Regions from separate parts of the Mus musculus genome. Here all the other regions are linked to region 4. A link is a contact called in public HiChIP or PLAC-seq and promoter capture Hi-C data. All regions are on one chromosome and are shown on one strand. Each heading gives the region's core, a stretch centred on a gene start, on an enhancer-like site or on the middle of the called end of the contact. The rest is flanking DNA. Distances are from core to core; before and after follow the strand shown. Region 1 has its middle 29 kb from the start of Tlr3. Region 2 holds the start of Cyp4v3 (cytochrome P450, family 4, subfamily v, polypeptide 3). Region 3 overlaps Fam149a (family with sequence similarity 149, member A). Region 4 holds the start of Ankrd37 (ankyrin repeat domain 37). Region 5 holds the start of F11 (coagulation factor XI). Region 6 holds the start of Tlr3 (toll-like receptor 3). Region 7 holds the start of Fam149a (family with sequence similarity 149, member A).

Region 1 (3,884 bases), core at 931-3,430, 560 kb before region 4:
ACCAGGGATGTCTTGAGCATTCAAAGGTCCATCCCTAGGGACCAGCTTCTGTCAATTAGGATGTGCAAACTTATTATCTGGCTGCAGTCCTAAAAAATGATACCTCCTATAGCAGAGTATGTCTTAAATAACCTTTTCTTTTTTGTGCTATTTACTAATGACTCTCTCCTTAATTTATGACAGAAAAGATCAACTATACAATCTTTGTTAGAAGAAGTAAATGAAGTAAATGAAATATTTCAATATTGTGCTATGTAACAGGGTTAATGTGTTAGAATTATCAGCTTTAGCAATAAAAGATAGTTTTGCCTCAAATCAAACAATTCTAGGATGTTTTACAGACCTAAAGAAACAAAGAAAAACAAACAAACAAAAACAATGTTGGCCAACACTCTTCTATATGTATTCATTAAAATCTTAATTGATGCTTTGTCGAGTTCTGAAGAGTGTCTATAGAAACGATCACTTGATAGTGACACCATCTGATTCTCCCATAACCAACACTTTGCCTGCCATTATTTGGTCCTGTGTGATGACGTGTTTTCACAGAAGCAAATCCATCCTGACATCTAAAAATGCTATGTAAAGTTAACTTTCTTTTTCTTCACTTTATGACCTGGGATCCACATTTGAAACAACCATCCCCATCCCTCCCCATGTTCTGCACCATGGTTGCCTTAGTATATATAATACTATTCCAGTGAACATGACAGAAAGGAGATTAAGGATTCCAGCTATGTAGCCATGGTTGGCCATGATTCCAAAGCATTCTGGAAGAAAGAGGCATTCGGTCCATGAGAGCACCGTGGAGCTTGATAATGGGAAATCGGAGAACTGCATCGCTGTTTTATCATTGAATGACTATGGGACCTTGTGCAAGGCTACTAAGGTCTTGAAGTCTCATATTTTCCATATGTGAAGAATGCTGCTGATAATTTCTGCCTGAGAGGACTATGGCATGGATTAAATAAAACCATGTGTGGACATATGACAAACAACACATATTCAACTAGTGGCCATTGCCGTTGTCACTATCCTGTTTAATAAAGTTTCAACAGATTTTTTTTTATAGTAAGATGCATTCATGGCAGTGTAGTTTATCAGATCTGTCCATTTGCCCTCAATAGACATAATGATATGGATTGTTAGGAACAGGAGTGGCAGATTCAGGAAAGGAGCAGACACAATCGCCCTTCAGAAATGAGCTGCATTAGGGGAGATAGCCTTAAAACCAGGTAGGCCATGATTGGCCTTACCCAGAGGTAAGGCAGCATTATGAAGTTAGTACATCACACCAGCAGCAAACTGACGGGACCTTGGTGGTAAGGGAATTATAGACAATAGGAGAACATCAGCAGAGATAGCTTAAAGTGAAAGAGGAGGAGTTGGTTGCCATGGGTAGCAAGATGCAGGAAGCATACAGGGGGAGAGAGACTATAAGAGTATGTAACATGGAAGGAGGCAAAAGTCCCCTATTCCTATGTTACACATTCCCCATCCTCCACCAAGTGGGAGGGTGGTTAGCTTGGCATAGCTCAAAGACAGTTTCTGGGTGGGTATCAGAGTTGTTTGAGATAAGGAAGAGTGTTTGTTTATAATATTCTGTTATAGTTTTAGAAGAGGTAGAGACCTGAGCTCTACAGGAAGCATGATCGGGCTTGAGAGAGGGAGAGAGAGAGAGAGAGAGAGAGAGAGAGAGAGAGAGAGAGAGAGAGAGAGAGAGAGAGAGAGAAGAGAGAGGGAGGGGGAGGGGGAGGGAGAGGGAGAGAGGGGGGCAGGTTGCTAGGGAGTATGATCTAACAGATGCAATATGCCTCTATCCTCTGGTTCCTTTATGACTGCCTTTTTATTTTCCTTTCTTCCTTCTTTCCATCTGTCCTCCACTCACACCCAGAATCACACATGATGTATAATCACATGCAACTCCAGACAGACTATGATGTTAAAGCTGGCTTGTGGCAGACCCAATCTAAGCCAGAGTCAGGCTTCCAAGGCATGACCCCATCATAATTGCTGCCGTGCCTTAGACTTAAGGATTGCCTCAACGACCTTGTAAAACATGCACACGATGCTAGGAATGCATTGTTTGCAATGCTTTCACAGTTGTACAGAGGGAGCTTGACTTGATCCTATTCCTCATTCCGTTTCCAATTAGGTAACTAGGAAGTGAGAACTGCTGTTTCAAAACTTAACACTAGATGGAGCAGAGAGATCATTTTCCCCTTTCACTTTAGCCGTCCCTGAGTTTAGATGCTGTTTAGATGCTGGCTAAGTAAATCTAGAGGACTAAATAACTCTTGTAGAAATTAGAACAAATGGAAACTAAGTTTTCTCTTTTCTCGACCTCTTTATCGTTTCCTTTGTTGTCTCTTTCTCCCTGTGGTCCTCTGCAGTGCTAAACCGGATCAGTGTGTTGTTGTTGTTTTCTTTGAAGCATTGTCCTCTGGTTAAATGACCTGAACTACAAATAGCATACTTACAGGGCTAGAAGGTTAGTTTGGATGTTCAGCACTGCAATGACATATGTACAGAAGATAGTTGCCCTACTCCACATTCCAGTGACTAACGAATAAGCAAAGGGCGTCCCCTCTGCCTTTTTCCTATCGTTTATATCAAATGCCAGTAGTGAATTCCTCTCAACATGCCAGACCCAGTCAAATTGGATGCATACACAAGCATGTGTGACTTTAATATATGAAAATATAAAGCCTGAGTAGTATAACTAACTGAAAGGCTGTATGCTTAGCATGTGTGGGTGAAACACTGGGTTTGATTTTTAGCAACACACACACACACACACACACACACACACACCATGACTTGAGATCTTGAGAAGTAACTGTATAGCTATAAATTATTTATGAAACTTTGTTATCATTCAAAGACAGGTGGATCTCTATGAATTAGAAGCCATCCTGGCCTACAGAGTGAGTTCCTGACCAGCTAGGCTACTTAATGAGGCCCTGTCTCAATAACTGCCCTTGCAAAAGTTAAGGATTTTCCTAGCAAGTTAATTTCAATACAAATATATGTGTGTACTTAAGCACTAATTAAGGCAAAACTAGAAATATTATTTTTCTAAAACATTATTATATATCATTACACGTGTCATACCTCTGAGGGTAGGAGAATGGGAAAAAGAAAATGGTAATTAATGTGTTTATTAAAATTATGTGTATGATAGGGGAGTTTAAGATATATTTAATTAATCTTTGAGAGTTCCATACAATGTATTTTCATCATATTCTCTCTTTTCCTCCTCCTAACTCTTGCCAGATACTCCCCAAATCCTTACCCCCTCCTGTTTTATTTTGTTAATAACTCAGTTTGTGCTGGTCTCATATATCCATGAGTGTGCAGCCATTCCCAGGAGCATGGTTGTCTCTTAGACAAAGTGACTCTTTCTCCTCCAGAAGCCAGCACCTGCCCACAGCTCCTCAATAGAGGAGGGGTCTCACAGGCTGGGACTCTGACTTGATCATATGCAGGCCACTGTGGGTTCACCAGTGCAGTGCCATGAAGACACTGTTCTATTCTGGTTCTTCTCACCCTCTGGATTTACAATTGTTGCTCCCCCTCCTCCTTGTGATGGTCCCTGAACATGTGCGTATGTGTATGTGTGTGTGTGTATGTGTGTGTTTGTGTGTATATGTATGTTTGTATGTGTGTGTATATGTGTATGTATGTGTGTATATGTGTGTATGTGTGTATGTATATGTGTGTTGATGTGTGTGTGTCCATGTGTGTGTCTCTCTGTGTGTGCATGTGTGTGTCTCTCTGTGTGTGCATGTTTGTGTGTGTATGTATATGTGTGTTGATGTGTGTGTGCATGTGTGTGTGTGCATGTGTGTGTCTCTCTGTGTGTGCATGTGTGTGTGTGTGTG
Region 2 (4,033 bases), core at 811-3,310, 670 kb before region 4:
AACGTGGCTGGAGAAAAACCTCAGAGAGACACCAGTTTGCTTTCTGCATTGTTTCTTCTGAACTCAGGGTGTTAGGATTCTGCTCATGTTAAAGAGGAATTTTTCTTATCTGGGCCGCTCAGATTCACTAACCTCCTTTAAAAACTCTTTACCAACACTCAAAAATAATACCTTTACCAGGTCTTGGGGTGGTTCATTTTACTGAACATGATGGGGCTCTGTATATAGCAGAGACACTGGACTGTTTCCTGATGGGCATTTTGGGTTTTGTATTTCATCTTCTGCGATTTTCACAGTGGAATGGTTAGGGTAGACTCTCAAGTGTCAGAGTGGAAGGGGATGTTAGCTTTCTTTTGAGTATTATTCAACTAAACAGCATGGGTTTTTATCAACATGGTTCTAACATACATAAAAGTGTTGTTGGATTACTTCTTATAAGTCACACCGATTGTTAGGTGACGAGAATTTGCTTGGATTTCTGCTAGATAGTATTTTCGTACAAACTTTCCCATGGTGTCCCATGTTATTCAAGTTAAGTTGTTGTGACAGTTTTTGTCCTGGGTCGCAGAAGTGATAATAAAGGATCTTAAGAAGATTTAAATGCTTAGCATAGGGAATGCCAGGGTTGTGACATGGGAGTGGGTGGGAGGGTGGGAGAGCACCCTCATAGAAGCAGGGGGAGGGGATGGGATAGGGAGGTTTTGGAGGGGAAACCGGAAAGGGGGATAACATTTGAAATGTAAATAAAGAAAATAACCAATAAAAAATTTAAAAATAAAATGAGATGCAACTATATTAAAACCTATATTAAAGAAGATTTAAAATTGATGGTCAGCCCGTAAAACAACTATTAATAGTTAATCTGAAGAAAAGGTAGGATCTGGTGTAGGTTCTTTTAAAATGTGCCATCTGGAAGTCTCTTCTCAGTTCTGGATGTCCAGGCTTACACAGCCATGAAGATTAAGTGTTAAGACTGAATACACTATCTCTAACAGGGAACCACAGATACCACTATTTTTAAGAACTTTCTGACTTTAGGTATTTTTCTAAAGCAAAAGAACAAAATTTTTTTGCATAAAACATTTCTTTAAAATTATTTCAGGTTTAAAAAACACCACCAACAACAATAACGACAAAAACCTCTCCAATAAGTAAGATTTTTGAACCTAGCCATATAAATTTACTTCAAGGCCCTTGGCAGTAGAGTCTGCTGAAGTGGCCTTGAAAGACTTCCTCAGAAGGATTGATCTACAAAGGCCAAGAGGATTTTAACTGCATATCAATCAATTAATTTTACTTGGAAAGACTGTAACCTGTTCTATACACACATGCTATATACACATATGTATGTTTGCTATGCTCGTTATAGGATGGGAGGCACAAAGCAATTTGGCAGGCACTAGAGTGGAAATGGGTATGGGGAGAATTAGGAACTTACTCCCTGGAGGGTAAGGGTGAGTTGGAGGGGTGGGGGTGTGGAGGTTGGAAGATTTCTTCTTTCTCCTAGCAGGTCTGAGGGATGTGAAGACCTCAATTGTGGCAAGAAAAAGTTGGGAGGGAGTGGGAGCAGTCCATTAAATAGGTGTCTCTGACTGACGAGGCGCCTAACAGCCTTAGTTAGAGTAGTAGACGGAGTAGACACTTCCTTGTACATACACATACCTGCGTTGTTGGGCTTCATATAAAGCGCGTGTCCCACCAAGGGGTAGGCGCGGGCCACCGACGGGATTGACCGCATCTGCTGCCATTTCCGCGCGTAGCTTACCAGCATCGGAAAGATGCTGATCAGGATAGTGGCGCCGGCCAGGGAGACCGCGCTCGCTGCGCCCCAAAGCAATAGTTTCTGCCCACTGAGCCCTAACCACAGCCACAACATCTCTCTGATTCCCCTCTTCCCTCTGGATTGCCAGTGAGAAGGTGGCGACCAGTCGCTGCCGGGTGCAGAGGAGGGAGGGACAAATTCGGGAACTCCAAGCTCCCGGCTCAGGGCTCAGGAAAAAGAACCCCCGGGGCACACCAGGTCCTCTCAGATCTTCCAGCTCTGGAGCTGGGAAAATCTGTAGCGTCTGCACCACGCCCTGGGGACAAACTTTCCGAGGGGGCGGGGAAAGCTCCCGCAGGTTTGTTGTGATGCCCTGCACGAGTCTGCGTACTACGCGCCAGCCACTGGGGTTCAAGGCGAAAGCGAAAGACCGGAACAACTTCTGAGCTCTGAAGTTCAGAATGCACGTGAAAGCTCACGGTGTGGAAAGATGAGGATGGCGGAGGAAGTCGAATTTAGGGTAGCTTCGGGATGGAGAAGAAACTAGAAATTCGCATCGCCAGTTCCGGACACCCTAGGGCCGGCTAATGTGGGCTGTTAAGAATTTTGCAACTCCCTTGCTTTGTGGAAGGATTACAGATCTCATAAGCAGTCTGTTTTAAAAAATTCAAATGAAGAGTCCTCGGTGTCGAAAGGCAGTTTTTGGAATTCTAAATTCAACTAGCCCTTGCGCAAACCTGCATCAGTTGCTGCCCTAGGGCAGGGCCGGTTGCCCAGGGGCACCGGACACACTCTGGCCCCTGCTTCAGGGTCCGGCACAGCAACCGCCTTCCCATGACCTAGAAGTTTAGGGAAGCCACGTATCCAGTGAGTGTCAGCTGACAGACTGAATCACCAGAACTAAAGGAGAACACAGTCTAGCACTTCCCTAAACATTCTCTGATCAAGGAAAGCCAGAACTAGAGAGAACAAGGGTGGGGATGGAGGGGCTCAGAAGTGGGTGGAAGAAGGCATGCTATGAGGAGGGTTGGCAACAGTAATGGGGCACAGTCAAAGTGAAGCTAAAATGCCAAGCCTGCAGAAAGGGAAAGGCCAGAAAGAAGAAGCTAGCAAAGTTATTTACTAGCTACCCATGGAGGTCTCCAGCCTGAACAGGAGTCCCTGTTCTACACCCCATTGTCCTTACCAAAGGGCAGGATGAGAAGTGCCCTTGCCTACTGCACACTGGGGAGAGTGCCAAGAAAGTTGAAATCCACAGATGCCCTGGATTCTCATTTTCTTGAGAATGTTATTTTCATACAGAGACTGCATGGTGTGCCCACAAACACCCGTGTGGCCTCTGGGACCTGAAGAAAGCACATCTAGGGCTTTCCTCAGTTGAATTTTTAAAAACGTATTACATTCTTTTTAAACTGTATGCAAGCATGGAGATCAGAGGACAACAACCCACCATGTGGTTTTGGAGGCTCAAACGCAAGTGGTCAAGTTTGGTGTCAAGCTCTTTGGCCAGCTGAGCCATGTTGCCCACCCCTGCAGTTACTTTTTACAAAAGAGCCATCTGGTGTGTACTGTCAGGAAAAGAAGTTCATAAAACATTAAGTGAAAGAGCAAAAGAAAACAAATGACGAAGCAAAATATACATTGTTACATTATCGTAAGTATTCAAAGTAGCATGTTATATAGTGTATGTATCCACACTAGTGTAGAACATTAATATATTTCATAAAACATAGTAATATAAATATAGATGCTTCATATGCTGTGGATAATTATGAATATTCCTTCTCTTTGATATCTTTTGACTCAATTATTTCCATTCAGTACATATGCTTATGAGCAGAAGTGCTCGGTGATATGCTAATATATAATTGTCCTTAAAATTGCCTGTTTTCAAGAAGTGTATTGGGGCTGGTGAGATGGCTCAGTGGGTAAGAGCACCCGACTGCTCTTCTGAAGGTCCGGAGTTCAAATCCCAGCAACCACATGGTGGCTCACAACCATCTGTAATGAGATCTGACGCCCTCTTCTGGAGTGTCTGAAGACAGCTACAGTGTACTTATAATAAATAAATAAATAAATAAATAAATAAATAAATAAGAAGTTTATCGATTTACTGTATTTATTATATTCCATGGCTATAATGCACATACACCAATATATCTACGAATGCATAAATATAATGAAAACTTTTCTTTGCAACTACACTAGGCAGGTATGGAGGCAGAAAGTGAAGAGTTGTTTTTGGTTTTGGTTTTTTTGTTTTTGTTTTGT
Region 3 (3,722 bases), core at 385-2,884, 640 kb before region 4:
TCTCTCTCTCTCTCTCTCTCTGTCTGTCTGTCTGTCTCGTTGCTTGGGCTTGAATCCAGAAGGTCTTTGTGTAAGGCAAATGCTCTGCCACTGAGCCACTCCCTCCACCCAGCTCCCATGCCGATAAAACACTTTCTATTAGCACTGTTCAGATGTTTCTAAGTTGACTTTAAAATCACATTGTGATTCAACTTTTAGGTAATCATAGAAATTCTTATAAACTAGCCTTTCAAAGACCAACTAAATATTATGTCGAGTAGCTGTATTTTGAACAGTAAGGAGCTTAAGTTAGATTCGAGCTAACATGCCATCCAGTTGGATGATGGCGTCCATGATGGGAGACTAGCAGTTTTCTCTCTGAGGCCTTCTTCATAGCAGACTCACCCATGGACTTCTCTTCCCTGTGGCTCAACACACACACACATCTGCAAACTAACAACACAGCAGCCATCTTCCCCTCGTCCTAGAAGCATCGATCCCAAGTGCATGGAGCAGATAGGATGCAGCTCACCACAAGATGGAGAGTGCTGACATGGCATTCTAAGTATCCTTTGCTTCTTGGGCTATGTTATTATTAGGGTTTAGTCCTTCGGTTTCTCTGTTCTCTAGCCAAACACTGGTTCCATGCATAACTTTGAACATCTTAATCCCCTGTGAACTGTCCACTCCTTGGACTAAATATGCAAACTTACAGGACATATCCTATCCTGTAAGTACTTTAGAACTTATACCCTGTGCAATGTCTGTTAAACTCATGATACTCAATACCTAGACATTTGACAGTTTTATGTTAGTCCTTTCCTTATGCTTACATTCTAGAGCTAGGAACAGTTTTCTTGTGTGCACCTTTGAAACCAATATGTGGGCTCTCCTGAGGTGGGCTAAATGGAGCCATAACGCACACACGTGGGAGTTAGGCTCAATACTGATCTCCAGGAGTTCCTCCAGAGACTCCACATAGTCTGGTTTGATTGATTGATTGATTGATTGATTGATTGATTGATTGATTGATTTAGGTGGATTTCTGAGAACCTGCAAACCTGGCCGGGGTGGGGGGGATGTCAAACTGCCCCGTGGAGGTACAAGTAACAGTCCATACACCCTTCAAAACACCATTTCTCTGTCCGAAAGGAGTATTTGAAGTAGATACAGTCTTTAGATTAAAATGCAGGATAGTCAAGTGTGTGTGTGTGTATGTGTGTTGTTTTCTTTCTGTGTGCTGGAAGTTGAGCAAGGGCCTCTTCATGCAAGCCAGGCAAGCACTCTACCCCTGAGTTAAAACCAGCAGGGATCTGGTTTTCAACTGTGTAGCCAACATACCCAAGGGGAGAGGAATAATCCTTCGAAATCTAAGAAGCTACCTTAGTTCTGGGGACTGTACCTTCTGGTACGCGGTAATGAGTCTCTGAGTGAAGAAGCGACGTCACTTGGGAAGGCCTGCTGGTGCCAGCATGCTACAATTTCATGAATGAATGCCGGAAGGAACGCACACACCAGATGTATTTTGCCTTTGCAGGCAGGGGGAAAAAATCACGCACTTCTCACAAAACCAAGCCATAATCTAGAACTCGTTACACCCAGCCGGGGTGAACTTACCCAATTACAATCAACCTCAGGCTCTGGCTCTTGTCCCACAGGCCGGGCCGGGAGCCTCGGGGCCTGGGCAGCACTGTGCGGTGGTTGTCCGCGCCGTTCTCACGCAGGGCAAGGGCTGCAGCATGTCCCCGGATCCCCGGGACCTCAGCTCCGCGCCCGCCCAGCCCTGAGCCCCGAGCCCCGCTAGCGCTGAACCCGCGGAGTGTCCGGGACCAGCGAGCCGGCAGAGACGGAGCCAGGGGCGCTGGCGGGGCCCATGGGCGCGGCGGATCCCGGGGCTCCGGGCACGGCTTCCGGCTCCGGACCCTCAGATCCAACAGAGGCTGGATGCCACAGCGAGGTCTCTCAATTCTCCCATCCTTCCTGCCTCCTGCCTCGGCCCGGGCTGCAGTGGGCAGAATCGTGGCTAGCACTCCCCGCCCCTTCCCGCCCTCTCTGGCCAGGACCTCCGGAAAAGCTGGCCACTGCTTCTGCAGATCAGATTTCTATATCCAGAGACCAGAGGATTTGGTGGTCTCCCTGAGCCAACCCCACAGTCCTCTCTAAAATACTGATTTTTCAAGCCCTGATATTTCCAGCCTAGCTTCTCCAACATAGCATTTAGAATCCTGAGAGAAAGGCAAAGAACTGTACAAGATTTCACATCCTTCCTGCCAGCATCAATGAGATGCAAGGTTTCAGGTGAGAAGGCAAAGAGAGGTTTAAAATAACCAAGGCCTCGATCTAGTAAATGCAAGATTAATCAGAGCTTTAGGTCTGATAATACACAAGATCAGAGCATCCTTTGCTGTGTAGTCTCTGCTTCTGCAAACAGATCCTCAAAGTCACACAAACCAGTCATTTTACTGTAAGCCACAGAGCGTCTTTGCTGATCGACTCATTGGTTTATTAATGCATGTGTTTGTTTCCTTGCGTGTTTTGAGATGGTCTCTCTCCTTGTAGCCCAAGTTGGTCAGGGACTGACTATGTAGCCAAGGCTAGTTCCAACCATAGAGATCCTGTTGTTTCAGCCTCTTGAGTGACCCCTGGGGATTCGAAAGTGAATTACCACAATCATTTGTGTGTGTGTGTGTGTGTGTGTGTGTGTGTGTGTGTGCATATGAGTGTATGTACAAATGCATGTGCATGCATGTGTGTCTGTATGTGTGTGAATGTGTGTGCATGGGTGTCCGTCCCAGATATCTACTTTTAAATATCAATATATCACAAACGTATTCCTGGAATGAAACAGTAGTTCTAGACCTACGCAGATCCGTGGTAAACTGCTTCTCTGGAGGCCTGAGTGCAACCTCCATCTGCACAAAAATCAAACTTAAAAACACCAAGGTTGAGGCCCCATGATCGTCCCCCACCCTTTCATGTTAGCATGCCCAGTATTGGTACCCTCAAAGAGCTACAGGCAACTAAGAAATGCTGAAAGAGGGAGAAATAGCCTTCCTCAGGGTAGAGCCCCCAAATGGTTATCCACTAACAAATGGTCAGTCTTAAAATCATATACATCGAAGTAATATTATATGGACCGAGCAGATTTTATTTATGTAATTAGGAACATTTATACATATATACATACACTTATATAGACATCTGTATATATAAGAACAATTTGAAAAAAAATAAATGTGGCCTTAATTTGAGAGTGAGAAGGGTCAGGGGAGGAAAGAGATGGGTTAAATAATGTATATGTATTTTAATTTAAAAATATTTTTTAAAAGACTGAAAACTTATTTCCACATGTTCACAATCTGCAGAATTCAGATATGCTGTCAAGACTTGCTTTCTGTTCCTTGTGAGGTGGCTCAGATTTTTGCCTGGTGGCTGATGGGGTCTGGAGGATCCACGAGGACTTCATGCAGGTGTGCACCCAATTAGATCGAGAAGTGACTCATGTGTGGCTAAAAGCCTGCTTTTAGTTGAACATCCCTTTTGTGAAGTCTCAAGACTTCAAATAGTTCCTCCAGCAGGATGGCTACCAAACAACACAGTCACATGGGACACCAAGAAACTAGACACTGTCCACTCCATCAAAGCCCGGCCTGACTCCGGGTGGTGACACTTCTGATACATACTATAATTAAAGCGGTCATGGAAATTGAAGGCGTGGAAGTGAACCGCACATCTCATCAGGA
Region 4 (3,770 bases), core at 853-3,352:
AAACCTGGCACATTCTGGAAAGCCATATGACCAAGCAAGATCTTCAGCTGTCTGCCCATTCTTATTGCATACGCTGAAATTAGACAAAAATTGAGTTAAGTGAAAATTATTGTTTATTATTTTTCTAGTAGAGGAAATTGGAATACATATCAACACAGGGAACAGGATAAAAGAGGTCTCACACTCTCGAGAACATACATACACATCACACCGGAATTGGGCCAAAGAAAGATCAAGGAAATTAAATTCTGTTCACTGTATGCTCAGTGACTAGCACACCGCATATCATGGACAGTCTATCGTATTTTTATTCCATTATCATATTTCACTATTGAAAGAATCTAACTACAAGAATATTTGGTGTTCAAATTCACTGTATTTAACTATATGGTTCAGTAGATAGCCAGTGAGAACTTCTATAGGAAAAGTCTTCCTGAGCCAAAACTGTAGTAGAATGCCATGAAGACTTGCACCTCTGGATGCCGAACATCTGTTTCCACTTACTCTATTTGATAATATTCAATTCCTGGAAGGATAACATTATATTACCAGTTAGGCGAGTATTATTTTTAAGATCATATATAATTAGGAGTATGGTTAATTTAATCCAAGAAACCACAAAGCCTCAGACCACTGATTTCAGACTCACCCAATCTGGACATCACTGGCCACAAGGAGGCTCAGGCAGTCCAGGCTTCCAACCTTTGCTGCCTTGTGGAGTGGAGTTTCTCCCAAGACATCCTGTAAGACAAGACTGCACATTAGGGTCTCCCTAACATTCTGTAGAAGCCAGTGGGCAAAGTAATACCAGCTATTTGAGGGAGCCAGTGAAAACTACCTTGTAACAACTGGATTATTCCACTAATTGTATTTTTCATGAAGTTCTCTTGCTGTGCTAATACAAAGTTTCCATTAATAAAAACATGCCATCATATTTGCACACATTAAAAAATTAAGGGAATGCCAGCACACTATAGAGTTCTATAGAAGCCAAAGGTTTACAATTAAAAACTTCGTCACACTCTAATGAAGATGAAGACTACTGGAAGAATTGATGGTGGGCATGTTTCCCACATACTATTTCCTGGTTGACTGGAACTTGGACAATAGCAAGTACTTTTAAAAGTACAGTAAATACATGCTATATATATATATTTGAAATGTGGTTCGACTTCACTGAGCTATGCCATAAAAGTAAAATACACACTGAATTGGGAACCGTGGTACAAGAGCAAAATAAAATACACATAAATCATTGCTGATATAATTACATACTGAAAGAGTATTTGGGATTAGATTATTAAAAGAAATCCCATGGCTTGTTTTTGTTTTATTAATGTGGATACTAAAAAGTTCCAAGTTACCATCTTGCAGTATGTATTTTTCTCCTGGAAATTCCTATATGCCTGTTTATACCAACTGAAACGGACATCTAGGAAATGTCCGTGCAGACACTGGGTGGAGGAGAGGGTTGTACATAGCAACAATCGGTTACCTAGTTACCTGTTGGTTGAGGTCAGCACCTGTTTGCAGCTGCCAGAGAAGAAAGCACGCAAGGCCGCCACCTGCAGCTAGGTGAGCAGGCGACTGCTCCTGGGGATCCGGAGGTGCGTTCACTGATGCTCCTGTCTCCAGCAAACTCTTAAGGTCATCCTCCTGCAGGAAAAGAACAGCTTGTCACTGTCCTGTCCCGCTCGAGCCCTCTGAGCTGAAAATCCACCCCTCCACGGAAAAAAAAAGAAAACAAGATCTGACAAGGTTTGACTTGGTAACCCAGCAGTTTGTCACTGTCACGTTTGTTAGAGCTCCTAAGACACACAGACCTCTGGGAGATCTAGCCTGCAGGACTTAAAGGGGCGAGAGTCTCACCTCCAAGTTGCAACTAAGCAACAGCATCGCCCACCTAAAGCAGATGACAAGTGTCCCCGGGAGTTCAGAGAGGCAACACTGGCCGGTAAGAATGCAAGGGACTGCCCCAGTTCGGGAGAATTTAAAGCTCTCGGGAACCTGCAGGGCCGCGGCTCCTCCCCGCCGCTCCCCAGCCTGGGAGCGTTCCCACGGCCTGGTTCTGCCCAGCGCGATGTCCCCAGCCCCGCTGCGGCCTCACGTACCCAAACACTGACATGTGCAGCCTGGAACCCCAAGCAAAAGAGGAGGGGGCGGAGCCTGCTGCGCGGCCTGCCAGCTGATTGGCCAGGCCGACCTCCCCCTGGGTCCGCCCTGTTGGGAGCGAAGCCCAGGCGGCCGCAGCACGCGTGCGCAGTGAAGGTGGTGGGCGAAGAGGGTGGAAGGCCTGGCCTTTGCGCTTTGGCGGCGGCCATGATGCGAGCCGAGCTAGGCACGTACTGCTGGGTGGAGTCAAGCCCTTTTAGCCCTCTGGAGAAGCCGCAATCGCCGGTGCATGGCTTTGTGACTGAGAGCACGCACGTAGCCCGGAAAAGAGGGAAGCAGAAGTAGCCCACACCCATCCACCCCCGCAGGCCCCGCGTCCTCCACCTCCAGCTTGGTCCGAAGGTGCTTCCTCCTGCCCCACGTCCTCCGCCGCCGCGCGCGCCGCAGGATGCTTTGGAAGGGGATGCAGCGGTGGGGCGTTAGAGGGCATGTCGATGAGACTGTGACGGAGGGTTTACCATAGGAGATGCTCTCCCAAACCCAGTGAATTACCTATCAGTCAGTGTTGCCTTTGTGAGCAAGGTGGCAATTCCTGTGAAATAAGCCACCCATTGTCACACGTCCCCTGAGGGTCCGAAACCCGTCCTGGTTCCGGCAATAGCTAGTAAATACAAGGAGTTTGCCAAGGGGATGGCCCTCACTCCGGTTATTAGGAATAATAAGAATACGGAAAGGAAAGAACAAAAGATTACCGTGAAGAAAGCAGCCAAGTGATTTAATGTTAGTGATGTGATCTGCTGACAGCATGAACCCCTGCGCTAGGACATGAGAAGGGCTTCATCAAAACCCAGAACCCAAATTAGAGCATCAGATAAGCCTGAGGAACAAAAGGACTCTTCCCAGGATACTACTACTCAAAGCCTTGAAGTCAGTAAAGTCTGAGAAGCAGACCAAAAGAAACAATAATTTAGGGTGAGATTTTAAAACAAACATGGCATTACTGGTAAAATTCATGACAATGTAATAACTGCAAAGTTTGAATTCCTTTTCATGAACCCTGTTGACTTCTGACTGTAGTTAAAGTTAATGGTAGCAGGTGAAACATAGAGGTAAGAAACTATTAACAGCTGGTTAGACATCAAATAACATGTAGAGTTTACTTGACACAGAAGACCGTGTCGCTTAAAATAGTCTATGTTGTGCTTCTTCCTGTAAATCTTAGCTCCTAAGGAAGTTTTATTTAAATATTTGGCTTCCCGTTTTAATGAGGATTCTTTTTCAATAGTTGTAACAGAAGATATCTGAACCAGTATGGTTTTAAAGAACAGCAAGTTTATCATAGTCACAGTTTTCCCAACAAGTCACAAAATTCTCACCCATTAATTTTCACTAACCAATATAATTCTTTAATAAGGCACACTGCTCATTGTGGTGGTCCACAATCTTAGGCTGTTCCCTAGAACAGGGCTTCTTAAAACTTTTTTCACTCATGGCTCCTCAGTGCCTGAAAAAAAAAAAATTGTATTTAACTCTAGTTATATAGGTGTGTACAACAGGTGCAAATCAAACCTGATAATCTGATTTTAATACAGTTCTCTCAGATGTGTATAATTTGACCATTTCTAAGATTGTAATGTAATTTGCATACTAACCTGAGT
Region 5 (3,664 bases), core at 885-3,384, 740 kb before region 4:
TCACACCAAAAAGAACTAACTATGCTTAATATGTCAATGGCAGTCTCAGGCATTCAATATAACATAAATAAATTATTTTAAGAAGTGCTTACACTAAGTTGTTAAGATCAGTATTGGTGAGGTAACTTCCCATTTCATTCTACTGAATGGTAAGCAATGTATTTACTGGATGTAATGTAGAATGGAAGCATAATTGCAAGGGGTAAATTAACCAAATGTGTAAGCCACACATTAATTTTTCTATAACATTTTCAGTCAGGAATTGGTGAGTGTGTGTGTGTGTGTGTGTGTGTGTGTGTGTGTGCGTGAGAGAGAGAGAGAGAGAGAGAAAGAGAGAGAGAGAGAGACGGAGACAGAGAGAGACAGAGACAGAGACAGAGAGACAGAGACAGAGAGAGATACTAGACTGAATCCCTTATGGAATAATAATCAATGAGGTGAGTCGAGTCTTCTCTTTCTAATCTTGCTCCTAGGAATCATGGCAATGTGTTGTGTAGGTAGATAGAGATGCAACTCTATAGACAGATATTACTAGCATTCAGATGATATAGGTGAAGACTCTTTGTAATTCTATATTTAAATCTCTTTCTTTCTTTGATGTATTAAAGGGGAGCTTTCACTGGAAAATAAACGACTCTATTTCCTTCCCTGGAGTTCACAGCATGGAATTATTCCACAATATATGGGGTCTGAAGTGTAATTTCTTTTTGTGGACTTAGGCTGTTTCCTACATTACAGGTCAAGGAATGAGCTATTTCTAAGCCATACTTAAATACTGAAGAGAGTCCTTTAAAATTGTAGTAAAGATGCTGAAGTATAACTCTTCACAGTTGATGGCTTCCAACTGGGTAAGGGAGTGGGGAGAGAAGTGGGGGAGGAAAAAGACTCACTTTTCTTTAAGGGGCTGACCATTGGGAGTTTGATCACATTCCCAACGAGTATATATTCTCAACACAAATTGATTGACTTGATGATTTTTTTTCAAGAAGGGGGGAGTGAGCTGGCAGGGCTCAAGAGTGGGAGGGTGAACTTAGAAGGAATGGAAAGTGAGTGTGATCAGGGTGCATTGTATGAAACTCTCAAGTAATAAAAAATATTATGTTAGGGGAAAATAAATACAGCAACTTACCACTAGAAACTGAGGCAAAAAAGATAAAATATAACACCTGATGTAATGAGGTCATCCTACAAAGAGAAGAATGTCACTGTTTTTAGAACAGAGTATAAATTTACAACAAGTTTGAAGACATCAGACTTTACACAGAATGAAAGGAGCAACTCCCTAGGTGGTGTTCATGGGGTCTCCCCCGTCCCCTTGGTAGTGTTAGGACAGCTCCAACACGGTGTGAGCTGCTCAGTCTAGTCAGAGTTCTGCAGAGGTCACAATGGACACTCCCTCCTCCCTGCCCTCTCTCCATCGCTGCCTCACTCCCAACTCTGAAAGCCCCCAGTCACTGTCATCTGAACCCCTCCCTAACCCAGTTTCCCATTTTTTCTTTCAACTCATTTCCTCTCTTTACATTTTTGGGTTCTCTCTCTGTCTATCTCTGTATCTCTCTTTCTCTCTCTCTGTGTGTATGCATGTATGTGAATGTGAGTGATACATATCAAAGAGCTCTGAATGATTATCCTCCTTACAACAGTTTCTATTTCTAAAACAAAAAATTACTGCAAATTCATTAATATATTGTCTTCATTACTTGTAAGTGTATGTGACCTACTAAATTCTGAACAGGCTGTTAAGACACACACACACACACACACACACACACACACACACCTTCATATCTAGGCCTTGTATTGCTCTTGAATCTTTTTCTTGAAAGAGAATTCTTACTCACTACGAGTTACTAATCTTCCCCTCTCCCTCCACGGAAGTTTTCCTTAGTTTACTACAGGGGGTGACTAAGGAGATCTACAATGTAAAATCAGATACATCTTAAAAATCAATCTCTCTCTACTGATAAAAACTAAGCCCTTATTCCAGAAGACAGGGCATTAACAGATATAAGTTGCTGAGAGAAATGCTCCTTTTGAAGCCGTACCTGCAGATACTTTCTGTCTTTGCTGTAGTCCTCGGCGGAGTGTTTGCTTTCTTTCCTATAGTCTTGTCCTTTTTCTACGTGAGCCGGTATGGAACACTGTTGCTTAAATGTTTACTTGTGCCGTTATCCTTTGTCATGTGACATCCTGTCTTTGCATAGTGTGTCTAGTGTCTGAGAATGTCCCTTTGGTCTCTGTACTGAAACCTACCCCAGAAGATCGACTAACTCTTTCAACACGCCAACTTTGTGTGTTTTCTTTCACCCGTTTGTTCAAATAAGCAACACACACAAAGGGCTGGAGAATCTGAGGTTGTCTGTGTGCCTTAGAAGTTGGAATACTCACGCTCCACTCCACAGACCCAAAGAAGCTAAATAAGAAGGAATGTCCAAGCGAGGATGCTTGAATCTTATTTAGAAGAGGGAATAAAAGAGTCATAGGAGGAAGATGGAGGAAAGGAACTGGGTGGGAGAGGGGATGGGGAGTGGGGTGAAGGGGGTTCAGGACCAGGTATGGGGAGGAACAGGAGAGATAGCCAGATGGCCATGAGAATGAATGGAAATCTGCAGCTGGCAGAGGTGGAGAGGTGGGGGGGGGGCATCTTGAAGGCATATCTGAGACCTGAGATAGGGGAGACACCAGGAATGAATGGGGGGTGATCTTAGTTGGGATTCACAGCATTGAGGATATCAAACCTAAAGAGGCTACCTCATGTAGCTAGGCAGGAACCTCAGTGGAGCAAGAGGGACAACAACCTGCCTGCAAAACTTTTGACCCAAAATTGATTCTGTCTATAAGAAATGTAGAGATGGGGGATGGAGCAGAGACTGAGGGAATGGCCAACAGTAACCAACCCAACTAGTGATCCATCCTATGGGCAAGCACCAATCCCTGATGCTATTAATGCTATGCTTGCAGACAGGAGTCTAGAAAGCCTGTCCTCTGAGAGGCTCCACCCAGCAGCTGACTCAGACGGATGCAGAGACCCACAGCCAAACAGTGGATGAAGCTTGGGGACTCTGATGGTAGAGTTGTGGGAAGGATTGAGGGCCCCAAAGGGGATGGAACTCCAAAGGAAGATCAATAGAGTCAACTAACCTGGACTGTTTTGGCTCTCAGAGACTGAACTACCACAGCATACACGGGTTGGACCTAGGCCTCCCCACACATGTAGCAGATGAACAGCTTGGTCTTCATGTGGGTCCCGAACAACTGTGTCAACTTGACATGAGCTGGAGACATCAGAGAGAGGAAATAAGTTGAGGAAATGCCTCCATGAGAAATGTAAGAGGGACAACAACCTGCCTGCAAAACTTTTGACCCAAAATTGATTCTGTCTACAAGAAATGTAGAGATGGGGGATGGAGCAGAGACTGAGGGAATGGCCCAACAGTAACCAACCCAACTAGTGACCCATCCTATGGGCAAGCTGTTGCCCATATTTCTCCGTTGGTGATCAGTGGAGGAAGGCACAGCCTACTATGGGTGGTGTCATTCCTGGGCTGGTGGTCCTGGGTTCTATAAGAAAGCTGAGCAACAATACAGAGGAATGCCAGGGCCAGGAAGCAGGAGTGGGTGGGTTGGGGAGCAGTGTGGGGGGATGGTATAGGGGACTTTCAGG
Region 6 (3,991 bases), core at 605-3,104, 590 kb before region 4:
CCAGTGATCATATGATATTTACTGATTTTTTTTCTATGCATGTGAGCCTATTATAAACTTTGCATTACAAAACAGATTGCAAAGTAAGAGACAGGCAACTAGCAAATTTTCCTCGAGGTATTGTTTTCACCTCTACTTACCAGATTATGGGTGCAATCCCTGTATCATATTCTACTCCTTGCTTAGGTAACATCTATCCCTCTGGAAAGACTGTAAATAGAAATTAGAATTACTAAGGACCAATGCATTTCCAAACTGTATCCCTGAATAACTGAAAGACAGTCTCAATCTGAAAACAAACTTCATTGAGAGTGAAAAGCAAAAAAAAAAAAAAATCCACCCCCCCAAAAAAAATCCACTAATGAAGCAGGCTGCATGAAAAACAAGGTCATGAGTGACTAGAATGTTAGGGAATTCAGAATGGTGACCACATGCACAAGCAGAAAGACAGAGAAAGTGGGAGGGGGACAAATCCTAAACAGCGTGTTAAGGAGATCATAAAACTTTTTTCATCAGTAACACGAGTTAGTAGGTAATAGTTAATAGTAAGGAAAAGCTTTCAAAACAGTTAGATACGTGTCAACACAAAATCACATCATAAAGTCATGAGAAGAGCTTATGACAACTTCTATATGGTGAAGGTTGACTGCTTTCCCCAAACTAGTCCATAATTTGCCAGCCTGGTTTCTGGCCTTACTCTACAACTTCCAGAACAGCCTGCCCTCCTCTCCTGCTGCCCTTCTTCATTCTGTAACAGAAAGTGACTGGCCAGTTCCTAGAAACATCTGAGAATTTGTCCTTTCTCAAGAACATTGTCATGGAGTGCCAGGTCTTCCTTTCTAGCTCACTAAATACAAAGGACTTTTTAACCTTCTGCGTTTTTGTTGTTGTTGTTGTTGTTGTTGTTTTATTTTGTTTTTGGAAAAGGTGCAATTTTTTAAAAAGTATTTTTAACTACCTTTTAATATAATCCTTTTACTTGCTCTTTGATGATTTCATACTATTCATTACACATACATATGTATTTTGATCTTGTTTACCCCTTACACCCCTCAGAGCCACATTCACCCACTTTTTAAAGCCTTTTACAAAATCACTTTGAATGCTTTCTCAAAGTATCTTTCCAAGAAGAGAAGTCTATAGAGGAAGTATGTTCTTGCTGCTGTTGTTTTAGTTGCTGCATAAAATTGGCATTTCATCACAAGATATCAGAATTTGTAGCTAAATTTACATTTGGAACTATGGTGCATTTTTCCCCTTCTCCCAATACCTGCATCATCTTCTATCTTCTTTTGGTGCGCGATTGTGATTCAGGCAGTTTAACTTCCCAGATAGAGAACAGGTGCGTCAACCTCAAAAGCCAAGTACATTCTGATTTTACTCAGCCTGAGGTCCTGCATCCCCTTAGTTTTCATTCAGACTTTTTTTTTTAAATCACACATTTCCTTTCAGCCTGAAAGTGAAACTTAAGTTGAGAGAGAGAGAGAGAGAGAGAGAGAGAGAGAGAGAGAGGGGGGGGGGGGGAGGGGGAGAGGGAGAGGGAGAGAGAGAGGATATTTTCAGCGAAACAGTTAAATTGTTATTAAACTGTTACCCTTTTTTAGTTTCTTTTTAAGGGCCTCCTGGGATTCATTGAAATGGTCACAAATCGACCTTCAGGGAGGAAGGTGTAAGCCGAGGAACCGGCCGCCGCCTGGGGGCAGAATTCTGGAAGTCAGTAAGTTTCTGGCTTCAGAGCCAAGCCCTCTGCAGTGGGTTTCAGATCCTTGCAAACCTGTGATATGCGCAGTGCATGGTCTGAGGTTGGGACTGCCGCCCAGAGACCCAGAGTGCTGGTCGGGAATCGCGCATAGTGGGAGGGGCCAACAGGGACCGGCCGTGTGGGGAAATGGGATGTGTCTAAACAAAGTGAAAGCCATTCACTTACCTCGCTTTATCTTCTTTGCAAAATGAGTAAAGTCGAACTTAATCTCTTAGGTAAAAATGGCCATCCAGTTTTCCAGCAGGAAATGTTGAGGACATCTCGGACACAGGAGGAGGTCCTGCCTCAAAAGCAGGAAACTCCCAGAAACAACTAGGCCGGGAAATAACAATGGGGGAAGGGAGCAGGGAGGGAGGAAGGAAGGCAGAAGTTTGGTCCAGCACTGGGTGTCACAAAGAGCCTTTCTTACTCAAGCAGGCCCAGTTTTCCACAAAACCCACAAATTAGGCATCAGTAGGCATCTGTTTGGTCAGAGAAGAGCTCGGGATTAACTCCTTCTTCCTCAATTAGCTATGAGGACTCCAACTGGTTAAAGAAACGGAGTTGCAAGGGAATGAAGTCAGTTTTCTTTTCATTACAGATGAGCAATGACATAGTATTCAGCCAGGTTGTTATTTAGTTTTAAAAAAAAAGTTAAACGTAATAAAGCATACAAGAAATGGGAGAGCACCTGACCTGATCTTCTTGTCTTGAAGCCAAGAGAGGGGAGTGCCTGAGCTCTCAGTCAATAGTTCCTTTGTTTGGCAGAGGTGAAAGTGGAAAAGGTGAATGGCCACAGAAGTGAAAGCAAGAAGTAACTTTGTATCCTGGTGCAAATTGCTCTTCCCTGGCCCCAGGAGGTTACTTCCTGTGGTTACCTGGCTCATGGCTACACTCTTAGCTCAACACCATAAGCAAGCACTTTGTCCTCAGTAAATTAATGACCTCTACATTGATCCACCTGGATGCCAACACAACGTTGATAGTCTTGGCAAGATTTCACCTCTGTGGGTTCCTTGAAAACAGGTTGGGCTGCATTTTTGTAATTTTACTTCTGACACCATCTCACAGAAGAACTTGCTAGCCTCTAAAGGACTAGTCTCCTGACAGAGAATCGGCTGCTGTATGGTCCTCTCCCACACTGACCCTTGGCTTGGGTAGCTTTGACCAAGTGGATATCTGTCTGGTTCTGAGTCCATTAGGGAAGCCTGATAAGTGCCTCTGTATTTAAGACTTGTCTTCTTGGAACACCAGTCTCTCTCAGGCTTCATTGGAATCTGGGGCTCCAATGCTATGCAATCAGAAGCCTAGATTAGCTGTGCAATGGATATAAGGAGGGGAATGTGCATGCTCACGAACACCTAGGAGATGGCTAACATGGACTCTGGCTGCATGGGAGACAGTCCTCCAATCTACTTTAACTTACTGCAGTTTCTTCAGCAATGACCTTGAATGACCTTCTTCAACAAGTTCTGCCAACATCCCAGAAAAGCTGCAAACCATCTTGCTGCTGCTTTACTGTTTAGAAATGGAGTGATAGGCCATGCAGCATTAGATAAGTACAATATACTTCCTCTATAATCTATAATATCTTATGCTTTGTAATTCTTTACAGATATTAGGTTAGCTGTAATGTTAGTTGACTAGTAAGTGGCTTCAAATAAATAGAGAACTTTTTTTTCAAGTGTACATATCTTGGCATGTATATGTGTACATACTGGGGGTGGGGGACATATGCACACATGTGCACATATTCATCAAGGCGTGAAATTGATTTGGGGTATTTTCCTTTATTGTGCTACACTTTGTTCATTGAGGAAGGGTCTCTCAACTGAACTGAGAGCTCCTTGCTGCTAGCCTAGCTGACCAGCCTGCTCTGGATATCCCATCCTCACCTTCTAGGCCCTAGAAGTCTCAGGCAAGCCCCTTCATCCACCTGACATTTACCTAGGTTCTGGGAACCCCAAATGTGTTCCTCAAGCATGCTTTTGGCAAGCATTTTAACTGCTGACCCATCTTCCATGTGTTTCAAAATCTGACAAAGGTATTAAACATTAATTGGAAATTACATTGTGAAAAAGGCCACTGGGCCCTCAACAGGTAGGAAGGATAAATAGAACTCTTTAGGATACTCTGACCAAATTGGTCCTGGAAACTGGCAAAAGATGGGCCAACTGCCTCCCCTATAGAGAGCTCTGGGTCCAGTGTGCTCCTTTTGAAGTTACATTTGGGAGACCTTTTCCCATCCTT
Region 7 (3,780 bases), core at 998-3,497, 620 kb before region 4:
CTCGGATCAAGGAATGCCTCTTCCCTTCCTGGCTCTTCTGCCTGTTCTCATGTCTATTTGCTAAAGAAAAGGGCTGAGCCTAGAGCTTAAGGTCACTGTGAAGATCTGTTTGCTCATGAAACATTAATTGTATAAATGTTAAGGACTAGTTGCTACTAACAAAGGCCCAGTTCCTTAGGTAACTAGAGCAGCTTTCCAAGTGTAAGTGATTTTCCATATTAAAGGGTAACTGGTTGACAAACAGCTTAATTTGACTGACTATTATGGAACTTCCAGTGCTGACAAGGATGCACCCATACCATGAACAACTTTCTTCTATGAGCATTCAAAAGGGCGGATAAGTTTGCACACACTTTAAAACATCTAGCAACATGCTCTCGATAAAAGTAGAATTCACTGTCACTCTAGAGTCTCGAGTTATTTGGTAAGGATAATGCGTTGATTTCAAAGGGTAAGTATATGGTGTGTGTGTATGGTGTGTGTGTGTGTGTGTGTGTGTGTGTGTGTGTGTGTGTGTGTGTGTGTGTTTGTGTGTGTCCGCTTAGAAAAGTGGCCTCCAATTCCCATTCTGTTCTGGTGAAGTCAGTCATTGTTTCTGTAGTAACTCAGGGCCCCAAGACAGAACTCAAGACCTCTGGGAGATGTAATTCTAAGCATCACAGGTCTCCTTTGTAACAGATGAGGTGATACATATGTAAATTAACTAGGTGTCATGTAAAGGAAAGTCATTCCTCTTGGGATCTGATCCTCAAACTGTGGAAGCACAGCCATTTCTTAACCATTGCTGCTCTCCAGTAGAGCGGGTTGCCTGGACACCTGGTGCATTCTGTCGCAGAGAAAGGTGCTTGAAAATAAACAGACTCGTGAAAATCATGCTCACTGTCTAGGGTTCAGTGCTTCGGGTAGCAGAGACCTAGCACACAGTCTGTCCCTTCCCTCTTTTTCTCCCTTGATCAACAAGAAGTTTACTGTGAGGATGTTAAGGGAAAGTTTCTCATAGTCTATGTTGGAAATGACCAGAAAGCCTGGGAGTGGGCGGAGTGAACCCGGGAAGAGATTGTGGCAGGCAGAGGGTGGAAGTCAAAGTTGACAACACTGTTGCTACTCACCCTTCTGGGTCATCCTGGGAGTCGCTGTCCGAGGTCCATTCCTCGCCAATGTCAGGCAAGGTGAAAAACAGAGTTTTGGGAACCGGACCCGGGGCCATCCATACACTGGGCTCTCGCTCTCCAGGAGCTCGCAGCTGGCGAGGGTTCCGTGGACTTGATGCTGTGACGCTGTTGCTGCCCAAGGGGATGGTGACAGAAGGCAGGGTCGCCCAGTCAACCCCTGGGCTGGGTAAAGTCACTGAAGCCACTGAGCCGGCAGAGCCACTGTAGGGGGTTAAGGGCGGTGCTATGGATGCTCCTGAGCTGCTGGGCAGAGATCCGGAACACCCTGTTGCTTCTACCCTTTGAGCAGCTGCGGAGCTCCTGGGGTGCGAGGCAGGGAGCGGAGTGTGCACCGGGGTGAAGGGCTCCCGTGAGGCCGCGGTGTCTGGAGGCAGAGATGGGAGCAAAGTCAGGGTCTCAGCCTCTCTAAGCGACGTGCTGGCGCCGGAGTCTACTGATCCTGTGGCCGCCGCGCCTCCAGGGTGGCTGGAGACTGCCGGGGATGCTGTTGAGAGCTTGAAGATCTTGGCAAACAGAGACCCCAGGTCCAACACAGCGACCTTCATGCCTTGGTCCTGGAGAGGTTACTGTGACTGTCGCCGGGAGGTCAAGGACACCAGGTGCTGGTCTGCAGGGCTCCATCCACCACCCCCTGCAGCGATCTGGATCAGATGGCTCTGGGGACGAGCAGAGGGTCCTGGGGTCCTGGCACACAGCTTCCTCGAGGCTTCTAGGTCTTTTTTTCCACCCACAGGAATCCGTTGTTTCAGCGTTTAGTTCCTTATGGGTCTGACAGACCCTCTCCAATGAACCCACAGATGTAAAGGCGACAGAGGGAGGCTGGTTACCCTCTGCAAAGAGAAATCCCTCCTGTCCCACAGTGTAGTAAGATGTTCAAGGGACCAGGGGCACAGAGCTCAAGGAGAGGACTAGTGTTGGATGCACGGATTATGGGCTAAACTCGCTGGAGATTCTCTGGCTGGCCCCTGGGGCTGCACAGGCGGTTGCTAAGCTAAACAAAACCCCTGCTAAGCTCTCTGCTAATTGGACTCCAGGCTGTAGCTGGGCTGTGTCCACAATAGAAACACCAGCTCCCCTCCTTGACTCTTGCCTTAAAGAAACAGTCTCAAATTTCGCCACCATCCTTACAGCTTCAGGCTGCCCAGGAGCTACTAGGACCTTGAACATAATCCCTGCAAGCGGACCCATCGGTTCCAGAATGTTCTGGAACTCATTCGACTTGACAAGTTCAAATATACCATGCTCATGATCATGATCTTTGATGTGAGAAGGGTGAGCAGGAAGGTGAATTGAGGGAATATGCTTGAAATGGGCTCCACTTTGTTTACCCCAAGATTTATTTTCTGTCCATCACTGAAGATGTCAAGATATCTTATGTGGAACAAATGGCATTACACCTACTTTGATTTTATATATGTATGAGCTGAGCTATGGTTATTTTTATACCTTCTGGTAAGCTTTGCATCTCCGTTTGTTGTAACTATGACAACATTTAAAAACACTTTTAATGAGGGGATCTCTACACTACCAACTGAAGACCAAGCCTCTAGCGCATGAACCTGGGAGGGTGTTTCTTTTCAAACTGTAACATAATTGGAACATCAAGCTTTATGTTTTCCCATAGGCAGCTCATTTTCTACCTATCATATTGAAAATGGCCCATGATCTCATTAGTGTATCCTACCTGGCAAATAAACATGTCAGAAGCACCTTTATAGAATTTCAAGACTCATTTAGCACTGAGAGACAAGGAGATACAGTGTTCTTGAAGTACAATAAAACTAACAAAACAAAACAAAACAAAACAGATACTTATCTATCTCAGGTTGTGACTGAGATAAGCCCTTAGACACAAGTGTAGCACATGACCACCATCTCAGTCAGCATCACCTGGGAGAAAGCACAGCACCTGCAGAGGGGGAGGGGCAGGGGGAGGGGGAGAGAGAGGGTGAAAGAGAGAGAGAGAGCTCTGGAGCAATAAGGCTCCATCTAATCAGATTCTGGGACTAGGAAGAGTATGCAGTCGTCAACATGGAAAGCTTGGAAGGAAGGATCTGGATGAGGGGAAGGGTGAGTGAGTGCCAGACAACCCCAGGTCAGCAGTGGTGGACCCTAGAGACAGAGGTGCTGGGGACAGACCAGAAAGGCTGTGACGACTGTAGGACAATGAAAGGCTATCAGAAGCAGACTGGCATTGGCCAACTGCCACTTGCCATGTTCTTGTCATTCCCCTGTGCTGCAATTTGCCAGATGGTCCCCAAGCTATGGAACATATGTCAGGGCATTCAGATACTTCACATAGCTCCTCAGGCTTGCAGTAAATGTTATGTGAATGGCTGGTCCCTTGTCCTTACACACACACTCTCTCTTTATATGTAGATATAGATATAGATACAGATACAGATACAGATACAGATACAGACACAGACACAGACACAGACACAGACACAGACACAGACACAGACACAGACACAGACACAGACACAGACACAGACACAGACACAGACACACAGACACACAGACACAGACACACAGACACAGACACAGACACAGACACAGACACAGACACACACACAGACACAGACACAGACATAGACACAGACACAGA

Evidence for each region. Promoter capture Hi-C pulls out the DNA fragments that hold promoters and counts their contacts. HiChIP or PLAC-seq counts read pairs in DNA pulled down with a chosen protein or histone mark. Capture Hi-C pulls out chosen DNA fragments and counts their contacts.
Region 1: a promoter capture Hi-C map of neural stem cells shows a contact between it and region 4. The contact joins the enhancer-like site here to the promoter of Ankrd37 in region 4. A contact is called at or near these places in 1 of 39 promoter capture datasets (neural stem cells), 7 of 115 datasets of contacts at active chromatin or transcription factors (acute myeloid leukemia, embryonic basal ganglia, embryonic forebrain and 4 more) and 2 of 9 other capture datasets (adipose tissue and embryonic stem cells).
Region 2: a contact with region 4 is called in a promoter capture Hi-C map of adipose tissue. The contact joins the promoter of Cyp4v3 here to the promoter of Ankrd37 in region 4. A contact is called at or near these places in 10 of 39 promoter capture datasets (the 3T3-L1 cell line, 3T3-L1-derived adipocytes, cranial neural crest and 5 more), 1 of 484 Hi-C or Micro-C datasets (bone marrow-derived macrophages), 2 of 115 datasets of contacts at active chromatin or transcription factors (bone marrow-derived dendritic cells and bone marrow-derived macrophages) and 2 of 9 other capture datasets (adipose tissue and liver).
Region 3: a promoter capture Hi-C map of neural stem cells shows a contact between it and region 4. The contact joins the enhancer-like site here to the promoter of Ankrd37 in region 4. A contact is called at or near these places in 7 of 39 promoter capture datasets (the 3T3-L1 cell line, embryonic stem cells, hippocampal neurons and 2 more), 1 of 115 datasets of contacts at active chromatin or transcription factors (forebrain) and 2 of 9 other capture datasets (adipose tissue and liver).
Region 5: a contact with region 4 is called in a promoter capture Hi-C map of liver, with 4 times the contacts expected there. The contact joins the promoter of F11 here to the promoter of Ankrd37 in region 4. A contact is called at or near these places in 4 of 39 promoter capture datasets (embryonic stem cells, hippocampal neurons and liver).
Region 6: a contact with region 4 is called in a promoter capture Hi-C map of neural stem cells. The contact joins the promoter of Tlr3 here to the promoter of Ankrd37 in region 4. A contact is called at or near these places in 12 of 39 promoter capture datasets (the C10 cell line, cranial neural crest, embryonic stem cells and 7 more), 9 of 115 datasets of contacts at active chromatin or transcription factors (astrocytes, bone marrow-derived macrophages, embryonic limb bud and 6 more) and 4 of 9 other capture datasets (adipose tissue, embryonic stem cells, liver and 1 more).
Region 7: a contact with region 4 is called in an H3K4me3 HiChIP or PLAC-seq map of embryonic stem cells, with 8 times the contacts expected there. The contact joins the promoter of Fam149a here to the promoter of Ankrd37 in region 4. A contact is called at or near these places in 4 of 39 promoter capture datasets (cranial neural crest, embryonic stem cells and liver), 2 of 115 datasets of contacts at active chromatin or transcription factors (embryonic stem cells and neural tube) and 2 of 9 other capture datasets (adipose tissue and pancreatic islet).

What each region holds. Positions count from the first base shown.
Region 1 is chr8:45,437,196-45,441,079 of GRCm38.p6, forward strand. No RefSeq gene overlaps it. Among named protein-coding and RNA genes, the nearest start is that of Tlr3, 29 kb to the left of the region's middle. Within about 2 kb of position 2,181, at least 23 of the 459 cell types and tissues checked have an H3K27ac peak or open chromatin away from gene starts, as enhancers often do. A contact at or near this core is called in neural stem cells, where this site is marked.
Region 2 is chr8:45,331,103-45,335,135 of GRCm38.p6, forward strand. It overlaps Cyp4v3 (cytochrome P450, family 4, subfamily v, polypeptide 3), which reads right to left and starts at 2,061. Exons shown (of 11, transcript NM_133969.3): 1 at 1,663-2,061. The coding sequence starts at 1,876. The region is part of intron 3 of Gm30504 (a long non-coding RNA gene); the gene reads left to right.
Region 3 is chr8:45,356,802-45,360,523 of GRCm38.p6, forward strand. The region is part of intron 1 of Fam149a (family with sequence similarity 149, member A); the gene reads right to left. Among named protein-coding and RNA genes, the nearest start is that of Fam149a, 24 kb to the right of the region's middle. Within about 2 kb of position 1,635, at least 162 of the 459 cell types and tissues checked have an H3K27ac peak or open chromatin away from gene starts, as enhancers often do. A contact at or near this core is called in forebrain, hippocampal neurons, liver and 1 more, where this site is marked.
Region 4 is chr8:45,997,748-46,001,517 of GRCm38.p6, forward strand. It overlaps Ankrd37 (ankyrin repeat domain 37), which reads right to left and starts at 2,103. Exons shown (of 5, transcript NM_001039562.1): 1 at 1,870-2,103; 2 at 1,504-1,656; 3 at 650-741; 4 at 1-73. The coding sequence starts at 1,896.
Region 5 is chr8:45,259,897-45,263,560 of GRCm38.p6, forward strand. F11 (coagulation factor XI) reads right to left here and starts at 2,135. Exons shown (of 15, transcript NM_028066.2): 1 at 2,046-2,135; 2 at 1,130-1,185. The coding sequence starts at 1,184. All of the region lies in intron 3 of Gm30504 (a long non-coding RNA gene), which reads left to right.
Region 6 is chr8:45,408,526-45,412,516 of GRCm38.p6, forward strand. It overlaps Tlr3 (toll-like receptor 3), which reads right to left and starts at 1,855. Exons shown (of 7, transcript NM_001357316.1): 1 at 1,775-1,855; 2 at 1,271-1,453; 3 at 141-210.
Region 7 is chr8:45,380,044-45,383,823 of GRCm38.p6, forward strand. Fam149a (family with sequence similarity 149, member A) reads right to left here and starts at 2,248. Exons shown (of 14, transcript NM_153535.2): 1 at 1,110-2,248. The coding sequence starts at 1,717.